2 separate regions of the Mus musculus genome follow, and region 1 is linked to region 2. Evidence: chromatin contacts called from public promoter capture Hi-C data. All regions are on one chromosome and are shown on one strand. The core of a region is the stretch at or near the end of the contact, and the rest is flanking DNA. Distances in the headings are between cores, read along the strand shown.

Evidence for each region. Capture Hi-C pulls out chosen DNA fragments and counts their contacts.
Region 1: a contact with region 2 is called in a promoter capture Hi-C map of liver. The contact joins the promoter of Erp44 here to the promoter of Stx17 in region 2. A contact is called at or near these places in 2 of 39 promoter capture datasets (erythroid cells and macrophages), 17 of 484 Hi-C or Micro-C datasets (CD4 T cells, CD8 T cells, the G1E-ER4 cell line and 10 more), 6 of 115 datasets of contacts at active chromatin or transcription factors (the SCID.adh cell line, bone marrow-derived macrophages, effector CD8 T cells and 2 more) and 3 of 9 other capture datasets (adipose tissue, liver and pancreatic islet).

The regions. Positions count from the first base shown.
Region 1 is chr4:48,277,599-48,281,839 of GRCm38.p6, reverse strand. Erp44 (endoplasmic reticulum protein 44) reads left to right here and starts at 2,251. Exons shown (of 12, transcript NM_029572.3): 1 at 2,251-2,456. The coding sequence starts at 2,400. It overlaps Invs (inversin), which reads right to left and starts at 2,080. Exons shown (of 17, transcript NM_010569.4): 1 at 1,865-2,080.
Region 2 is chr4:48,121,937-48,126,503 of GRCm38.p6, reverse strand. It overlaps Stx17 (syntaxin 17), which reads right to left and starts at 1,585. Exons shown (of 8, transcript NM_026343.2): 1 at 1,546-1,585.

The sequences.
Region 1 (4,241 bases), core at 1,002-3,501, 150 kb before region 2:
GGTTAGCTTTTCATTTAATTTGCTGACAATGTTAGTAAACATCTGGCAAAAAAAAAAAAAAACAAAAAACCAGAAGTGTTGGGAGCCACTTCTGTTTTGTCTGAGCATGTCTGACATGGTAGAACGAAGAGTGTCATGTAGGATTGTAGCAAAATCACTTGAGAGACTACAAAACAATGAGTGAAGTGAAAGTAGACTACATTTGAGTTCCTGGCTCAGTTGTGTTAATGATCACAGAGTGTCTTTAGATCTTAGTAAATATGAAAAATTAAAACGGTTAACTGTTTATTTAACAAGTAGAGTGCCAACTATTCTAGGTACTGTTCTGAATTCTAAAACATCATTGTGGATCCAACGTGAACAGAGTTTTAGGCCTGCTAGACCACAAAAAAACCTTACTTGCTACTTTGAAAAATGTTAAAATAGTTATTTCTATTTCTTTAATAATTATATTGCTTAACCACAATTCTAGCAGTCAGCACAGTAATAGGTATTCAGCTGGTGCTAAGTGAAAGCTATGAAATGTCATGGGTGAGTCTCAAGTCCAAAGGGTAAATCAGACCAAAGTTTAGCTTCAGGGAATAATGAGTTCTGTTCTTTTCTTCCTTCCTTTCTTTTCTTTCTTTTCTCTCCCTTTATTTTTTGAAAGATAGGGTCTTGAAATTCAAAGACTAGGTTGCCTGGGAATTTATTATGTAGCCCACACTGGCCTTAAACTCCTGATCCTTCCATCTCAACCTCTCAAGTGCTGGGAGGACAAGCATATACCACCATAACCAATCCTACTGTTTATCAATTTCTTATTTTAATGAAACTTGGGTTTGGTCAGAGAACATGATGAATGTTACATTGATAAGGCCACTGCCTTAGGAAATAGTGGGTTTAAGTATTGGCTCCACTACACTTTAATTTTGTCTCCCTGGGAAAGCCATTCCTCTAGGTGCTGTTGCTAGTTCTTCATCATTTTCTTCTTCTTCTTCTTCTTCTTCTTCTTCTTCTTCTTCTTCTTCTTCTTCTTCTTTCTCCTCCTCCTCCTCTTCCTCCTCCTCCTTCTTCTCCTTTAGCAGAGATGCTCATTTCCTTGTTGTCCCCACCCCAATAAATAATTTTTTATAGAAAGAAATCAAAGCCACTTTGTTAGTGCTTTAAAATGTATCATCATCATTAAATAATTATAAAATAAGCCTGTGCAATAAACACTCTAATTACTGCTATGCAAACGTAGTGGTGCTGAGCTCACACACAGAAAAAAGAAATTCTGCTTAGGAAGAAAGATTTGGTGACTGTGACAGATGTCAGGGGAATCAAATGTCAGAAGTGGTGACACTTGAGATGGCAAGCCAGAAAGAAAAAGGGTAAGGCCACTTCAGGCAGCAGGAAGGCTGAAGCAAAGAACTGGAGTAGGGAGAATCACAAATGAAGAATGCCTCCTAAGTAGTGATGATGTGGCTAACTTTCCAGGCACGTGGATCTAGCTGGATGTTCACAGAAGATTCTGGAAAGCTACCATACACCAAGTTAAAATCCTTTATTACTTGGTTACTTCGTAATTGTACTGTAAGAAGTGGTCACGGCCACTTGGGCACTGCGCTTTACAGTTTACAGCATGCTTTCCCATCCCTGTTCTCTTCGTTTCACGGACCCTCTGAAACAACCCTGGGTAAGTGATTGACCGAAGCCCCAGTGGTGATTCTCCTTATATAACGGAGGAAGTAGCACAGAAAGAAGAGGCAGCAGCTTGGAGGCCAGGGATGGAGGCTCAGGCCACACCTCAGATCAGGCGGGCCAAGAAAACGCAGCAGCAGCCCGGGGCGGTGCTCTCCATCCTACCCGAGCCGCCGATGCTGGACCGCTTCCTACTCACCCCTGACTCCAAGAATGGCGTCCCGGGGCCGCCCCAGGAGGCACAACCCTCACGGGGCCGCCCCTACCGCCAAGCCAGGCCACTGCGCCCACAGGAACAGACCCCAGGACACTAGAGCCCGGGAGCTCTGAAGAAGTAGCCTGGGGCTCCAGGCTGCACAGCCCTCTGGGAATTGTAGTTCCCGTCCCGGAGGCACAGAGGTACGCGGTCCCTTCCAATCCCGAAGAGCCCCGCGCACAGATGGCTTGGCCGTCGTGGGCACAGGGCTTACTGGGAAAGAGAGTCCCAGCTCTCCGATGACATGGTCAATGAAACTACAGTATGGACTACATTTCCCGACGTGCTTCGAGATGGGCAGGACCCGGAAGTGAGGGCGTGAGAGGCCTCTCTGGAAGTTGTCCCGGGTGTTCGCCGCTGGAGCTCCGGGTCGAGAGGACGAGGTGCCGCTGCCGCCGGCCCCGGAGCCCAGCCCTTTTCTAGCCCGGTCCAGTCCCAGCCGCCACCTCCTGACCCCGCCGTCGACCCCGTCGTTACCATGAATCCTGCGGTCTTCCTGTCTTTAGCAGACCTCAGATGCTCCTTGCTGCTCCTGGTGAGTGTATGTCGGGGTGACAAACCCTCCGACTGTGTCCCTGAACGCCTCCCGCCCTCCGCGAGGGGGAACGGTGCAGCCCCCTGCTTGCCTCGACTCTCCTCCGCTGGCGAGGCGTGCACCCCCGGGCACTACCTTCACTTTGGCCGTTCTTTTGGCTCCTTAAGCCTGCGGTCCACAAGGCCTGCGAAAGCACAGTCAGGGCTTGGAACCTGCAAATAGGAGAATTCGCCTTGGGGGGAGTGAGTGATCCGTGGGAGGGAGGTCACCGCTGAGGCCCCTGGAGTTCGTTTCAGTTTTGTGGACGTTGAGGACCTGCTTGGGGCACCAGAATCCTAAGGGACCTAGGGTACACCTAATGTTTTCTCCCACATGGAGGGGCGTTAGAAGCCGACAGGTGTTGGGGTCGTGTGAATCTCTCTCTGGATCCTTGAAACCGGCTGGCAAAGCCCTCTGTTGTGGCTTAATGTGATTGGTTGGAAACCCGGAACTGGAGTCTGGTTTGGTGTCGACTGGGAGAATAGGAATTTGAAAAGGTGGAGGATGTGATTATCTGACAGGCTCTGCTAGAGCCTCCTGCTAGCCTTGTTGCAACCTCTGCACCCTAGAAGCATACATAAATCTTGGTCAGTGCTCTGAACTGGAGAATAACCAGCTCTCCTGCATACCTAGGTGCTTGGTACTTCCCTGCCTGCCCAACACCATCCCATCTTAGAAAAGAATCTTCCCCCAGTTCTTCTTCTGAAGTCTATCTTGAGTATGCAACTTACTTGGCCTCTTCTTAAGGTCAAATTGAGACAAAAACTGAAGGTCTAACTCCATATGTGAACATGAGAGGAATTTAATTGGACCGTAATGACAGCATTTGAGAATACTTGAATTGTGGTAGATTCTTAGAAAGCTAAGATTAGCATCATTGAATATAAATTACTTTCTTCACAGCTTAAGAATAATAATTAACTTGCAAGAAGCTGTGTAGTTGGTTACAGGCGAAACTGAGTCTAGAAATAGATTTCTTAATTTGTAGTGTGTATTCCCCCGTATCACATAAAAAGTTTAATGTCTGCACTTAAAATACTTTTCATTCTCATTATGGCTTGAAAGCCATTTTTTAAAAAGCTATATATAATACTCTGCTTTTTTCAAAATAAAGTAGTGTAAACTAAATGAAATGAAAATAGTTCTGAAGGCTACAGTTGTGTATAAACGAGGCCACATATGTCTTCTTAGCACTTGTAAGTATATAGCAGTAAATTACTTCTATATAGAGGATCTCTCTCTCTCTCTTCTCTCTCTCTGTCTGTCTCTGTCACTCTCTGTCTCTCTGTCTCTCCCTCCCTCCTCTCTCTCTCTCTCTCTCTCTCTCTCTCTCTCTGTGTGTGTGTGTGTGTATGTGTGTTATTATGTACTGTGGCACCTTCTAGAACTGTTGCATTAATAAGAGGCCATATACTTCTTAAGGATACTAATTACTAATCTTTTCCTCAGCCTTAAAAAGAGTTGTCTGTTAGAAATTATTTTTAGGTGACTGAGAAGTTCAAAGATCAACATTCTTAAGAAATTGAAACATTGAAACATTTCTGTAGGAAAATGTCACTAGAGCTAAGTTTAAGAAGAGTGAGGTCCAGGGCAGCCAAGGCTATACAGAGAAACCCTGTCTCAAAAACCAACAAACAAAACCAAACAGAATGAGGACATTTATTTCTAAGTAACACAGACTTTTTCTAGAGAATTTATCAACCCTGTTAAATACCTAAGTGAAGATTTCTTCTCCAATAAAGCCTA
Region 2 (4,567 bases), core at 336-2,835:
TAGGAGTTTATGTTGACACAAAATAGTGAATACAGATAAAGAAACCAGATGGAAAGTGCCTCCTTAGAGCAGAAGTCAATAAAGGAGGGAAATTGAGGGCTGTTACAGTATCAAAGTAATAAATAGTACTTGGGGAATAACTGGACTACTAATTGCTATAGAGAATCTCCCAGATACCAAATTTAACTAAGTCATCTGATTGTGTCAACACACAAGCAGTAGGTCCCATCTGGAAGGTCCATGGAGGCATAAACTGAAAAGGGTACTTATACCTTGTGGTATTCTTAACAGAAATGCAACACAATCTAGTCCCAACTAACTATAGACAAACTCCTACTTGAAAGGCATTACCAACATTCCTGACTCTTCAAAGCACACAAAGTCATGATACTGCTACAGATTGGAAAAGGTAATGTCGCCAGGCCCATCAAGAGTAAGGCTGCTTACTAGATACCATTGTAGAATACAGAAGGGACTCTAATAAAAAGAATGGAATCCCAAGAGACCCAGTTAACCAGATAGTAATCTCTTGCTCTCTGTGACTGTATTAAGGATGGTATGTAAAATACTAACACAAGGGCGCTGTAGTGTTCTGTACTATGTGTACGAGTTTTCTTTCTCTCTTTTTTGTTTTTCTAAGACAGGGTTTCTCTGTGTAGGGCTGTCCTGGAATTCAGTCTGTAGACTAAGCTAGCCTTGAAGTCAAGAGATCCTCCTGCCTCTGCCTCCTAATGCTGGGATTAAAGGCATGGGCCACCAAGGCCTCCAGCAACTTCTGCAACTTTTCAATAATTGCAAATGACTCCAAATTTTTTTGTCTGGTGTTTGTGCATGTATAATAATTGCTGTTTCATGGATGAAAGAACGTGTAGAAGACAGGCCTGCAGTCATTTTCCAAGCACACACATTTGCAGTGAGAGGTGTCAAGTGCTTTTTATAAACTTAATCTCTTGGTACTTGCAACTAAGATGATATGGGTACCATGATACTAGGGTTCCACAAGAAGAAAAAGTACCCAAAGGTGAAGTAAATTACTCAAGAGTTATTTAAAAGCGAAAGAGCCCCTTTCCAGGAAAAAGGTCCCAAACTGCTGATAACACTATCTCCCAAGGAAATGCGTCCCCTTGGGCATGTGGGTGGTACAAGGAGAGTAAGTGCTGGCTCGGTCCCCGCAGCTGCGGCCTCTCCGCGTCCTGCTTGGGCACCGGTGTCGCGTCGTCCCTCACGGAGTCACCAGGACGCACCCAGGCCACACCAACGACCCCAGCGGCGCGGCTGGCCCGGCGACCCAGGGCCCGAAGCAGCTCTTCACAGCGACCCGGGAGGGCATAGCGCAGTGGGGCCTCGGCCTCCCCGCTCCCGCAGGGACAGCTACTCCAAAACTGAAAACAGAGAGGCTTGGCCACTTCTGGTCGCGGCCCCGGCGCTCACACTGACCCGAGGCCGGGCTTGGTGACCGGCGCCTCTCCCTTGCGTCCACAGCCCGGCCCGCGGTGACACATCGCAGCCCAGCGACCCCGTGGCGGCAGCCCGGCAGCCCCTTACCTCCCGCCTAGGCGCTCGAGGCCGTCGATACACACTGCGCAGACGCGAGAGGGGCGGGGCGTCTCCAGGGGCGGGATATGTGGCCCCGCCCCCTACCCGGCCAGTGGGCGTGGAGGTAATATAGTGTGCCAACCACTGGATGAACAATTCCAAGTGTTTTATGGGTCGTCTTGTGTACTGTATCTAAGACAATTTACACTTGGATAACCTTCTACATGTTACAGTTTTCCTGCACATTGTGTTCCTTGAATTTTGTTGGCGAGGACGGCCTTGTGCCCCTAGCTCTTTAGGTGTGTAAAAACTGAAGCTCGGAACCCAGTGCCATCCTTCCCCGCCCCGCCCCGCCCCGCCTCCCAGAGCCCCTGAGTGACTGGCTAGGAGTATCTGAATAGCCACAGGCACAAATGAAAGAAGGCATAAACTTTTTTGTCCAGAGCCTGCTGCAGTGCTTTGGGCGTCTGTCCTTATTAAAATGATACCTGGTCACTTTGAGGCTCAGCACAGATAGGAAGTGACTCACTCCAGTTCAGCCCGTTTGTGACAGCGCTGTACTCACAGCTGGTTTTCCTAATTTCTTCTCAAGTAGTTCCAGTTGGACCAGCTGCTGCTAGAACAAGCTTTGAAGTGTGTGCAGGTCATTGATTCTCCTCTCTGAATGTTCTGACCTCAAGACCTAGCCAACTAAAATATATATATGACTATTCAGGTCTTTGCTTGAAATGGATCTTCTGATGATGAAGTTTTCAACAGTCTTAAGAACATTTCCTGTTAGCTGTAAGGAAACTCAGTTCTTAGGATCTGCAGGTAGAAAGGAAGTAGAGGGGGAATTTTAGCCCACAGATTAGGGGCTTAAGAAAGTCTTGAAAGGCAATTTTTAAAATAAAGCTCATTATTAATTAAGCTATTTGAATTTTCTTTGGGGTATACTGGATGTTAGTGTTTATGGTACCCTTAGTTCATAGATTGAGGCATATCTATCAAATTTTCATCCCAAGGAGAAAAATAAAGGTATTAGGTAATGCCATAGGATGGATGGTAAAATGCCAAAGTCAGTTAAACAAGCAATAGGGAATCATTTAATTGGTAAAGTGCCTGCTTCACAATGAAGACCTGAGTTTGGACACCCAGCACCCACATACAAAACCAAGCTCTGTGGTATATGTTTATGATCCTAATACTATCTAAATAGACAAAAGGATCCATGAGCTTGCTGCCCAGCTGGTCTTGTTGAATTGGTAACCTCCAGGCTCACTGAGAGATGATGTGTGTTCTCTCTCTCTCTCTCTCTCTCTCTCTCTCTCTCTCACACACACACACACACACACACACACCGAATCCATTAAACAAGACCTTTTGAAGTAAAGATAACTAGTGTTAAGTTTTGAAAAAGTACAACAGGGAGCTGTGGCACTCTGGAATTGACTTTGGCCTTCCAGGTGGTTGTATGATGTTTGCTGTAACTTAGGTGTGTCATGTAGAGAGATAATGATATTTAATCTAACAGTTTGGCTAGCCTCACTTACAATCTACAATACTTAATTGAATCTTTCAATATTTAGACATAAGGGGTGTGACCATTCTCTGTGCTCTTGCCTTAAGCCATAAAGTTATTAGGATAATAAGATCTGCTGCCACGAGACAAAGTTTTCTTGATATCTTAACTTAACCCAGTAGATCCAAAGAAAACAAAACAGTAAGGAGAATACATCTTGGAAAAAACAAAAACAAAAAAGAAATTATTACCTGGTAACATGATTGCTTTCATGGAGAGCCTGTAGATATGAATTCAAACAACTTCAAGGTGGTTAAAGAGATGGCTCTTCTAAATGATAATCACAAGGTTAGAAATGTAGCAGGAAAGTGAACACTGAGAAAAATGTGTGATTGTATCTATGAGAAGGTAGAGGAGCTATAAAAAGAGTGGAGTAGCCCCAGAAAGGTTGGGTTTGGGGAGGAGAGGCTTAAAAGGAGTGTCAAGTATCAACAATCTCAAAGACAAAAAACGCAGGATTACCTCATTAGATGCAGAAAAGGCCATTGACAAAATTCATCACCCCTTCATGGTAAAAGTCCTGGAGAGATCGGGGATGCAAGAGACATACCTCAATAAAATGAAGGGAGTTTACAGCAAGCCCATAGCCAGGATCAACTTAAATGGACAGAAACTCAAAGCATTTCTACTAAAATCAGGAACAAGTCCAGATTTTCCACTATCTCCACACCTACTCAATAAAGTCTTAGCTAGTGCAATAAGGCAAATGAAGAAGAGCAAGGGGATACAAGTTGGAATGGAAGAGGTCTAAATATCTTTGCAGATGATATGGTAGTCTGCATAAGTGACCCTGAAAATTCCACCAGGAAATTCCTATAACTGATAAACATTCTTAGCAAAGTAACAGGATACAAAATCAAGTCACAAAATTCAGTAGAGCCTTTCAATATATAAATGACAGATGGACCGAAGAAAAATCAGTGAAACAAAACCTTTCACAACGGTCTCAATAATGTAAATATCTTGGAGTAACTCTAACCAAGCAAGTGAAATACATGTATGACAAAAACTTCAAGTCACTGAAGAAAGAAATTGAAGATATCAAAAGATGGAAAGATCTTCCATGCTCACAGATTGATAGGACTAACATAGTAAAAATTGCCATTCTACCAAAAGATCAAAAGCAATTTACAGATTCAATGCAATCCCCATCAAAATTCCAACACAATCTTCACAGATCTTGAAAAGACAATTCTCAGATTCATATGGAAGCACCAAAAACAACAAACAAAGAAAAAACTGGATAGATAATACATTCCTGGAAAATAGAACTGTGGGAGGTCTCACCACTCCAAATTTCAAGTTATATTACAGAGCTATAGTAATAAAACCAGGATCATATTAGCAGAGTTGTTGATCAGTGGAATTGAATTAAAGACCCAGACACAAGTCCACACATCTATGGACACCTGAATTTTAATAAAGAAACAGAAACACACACTGGAAAAAAGACATTATCTTCAACAAATA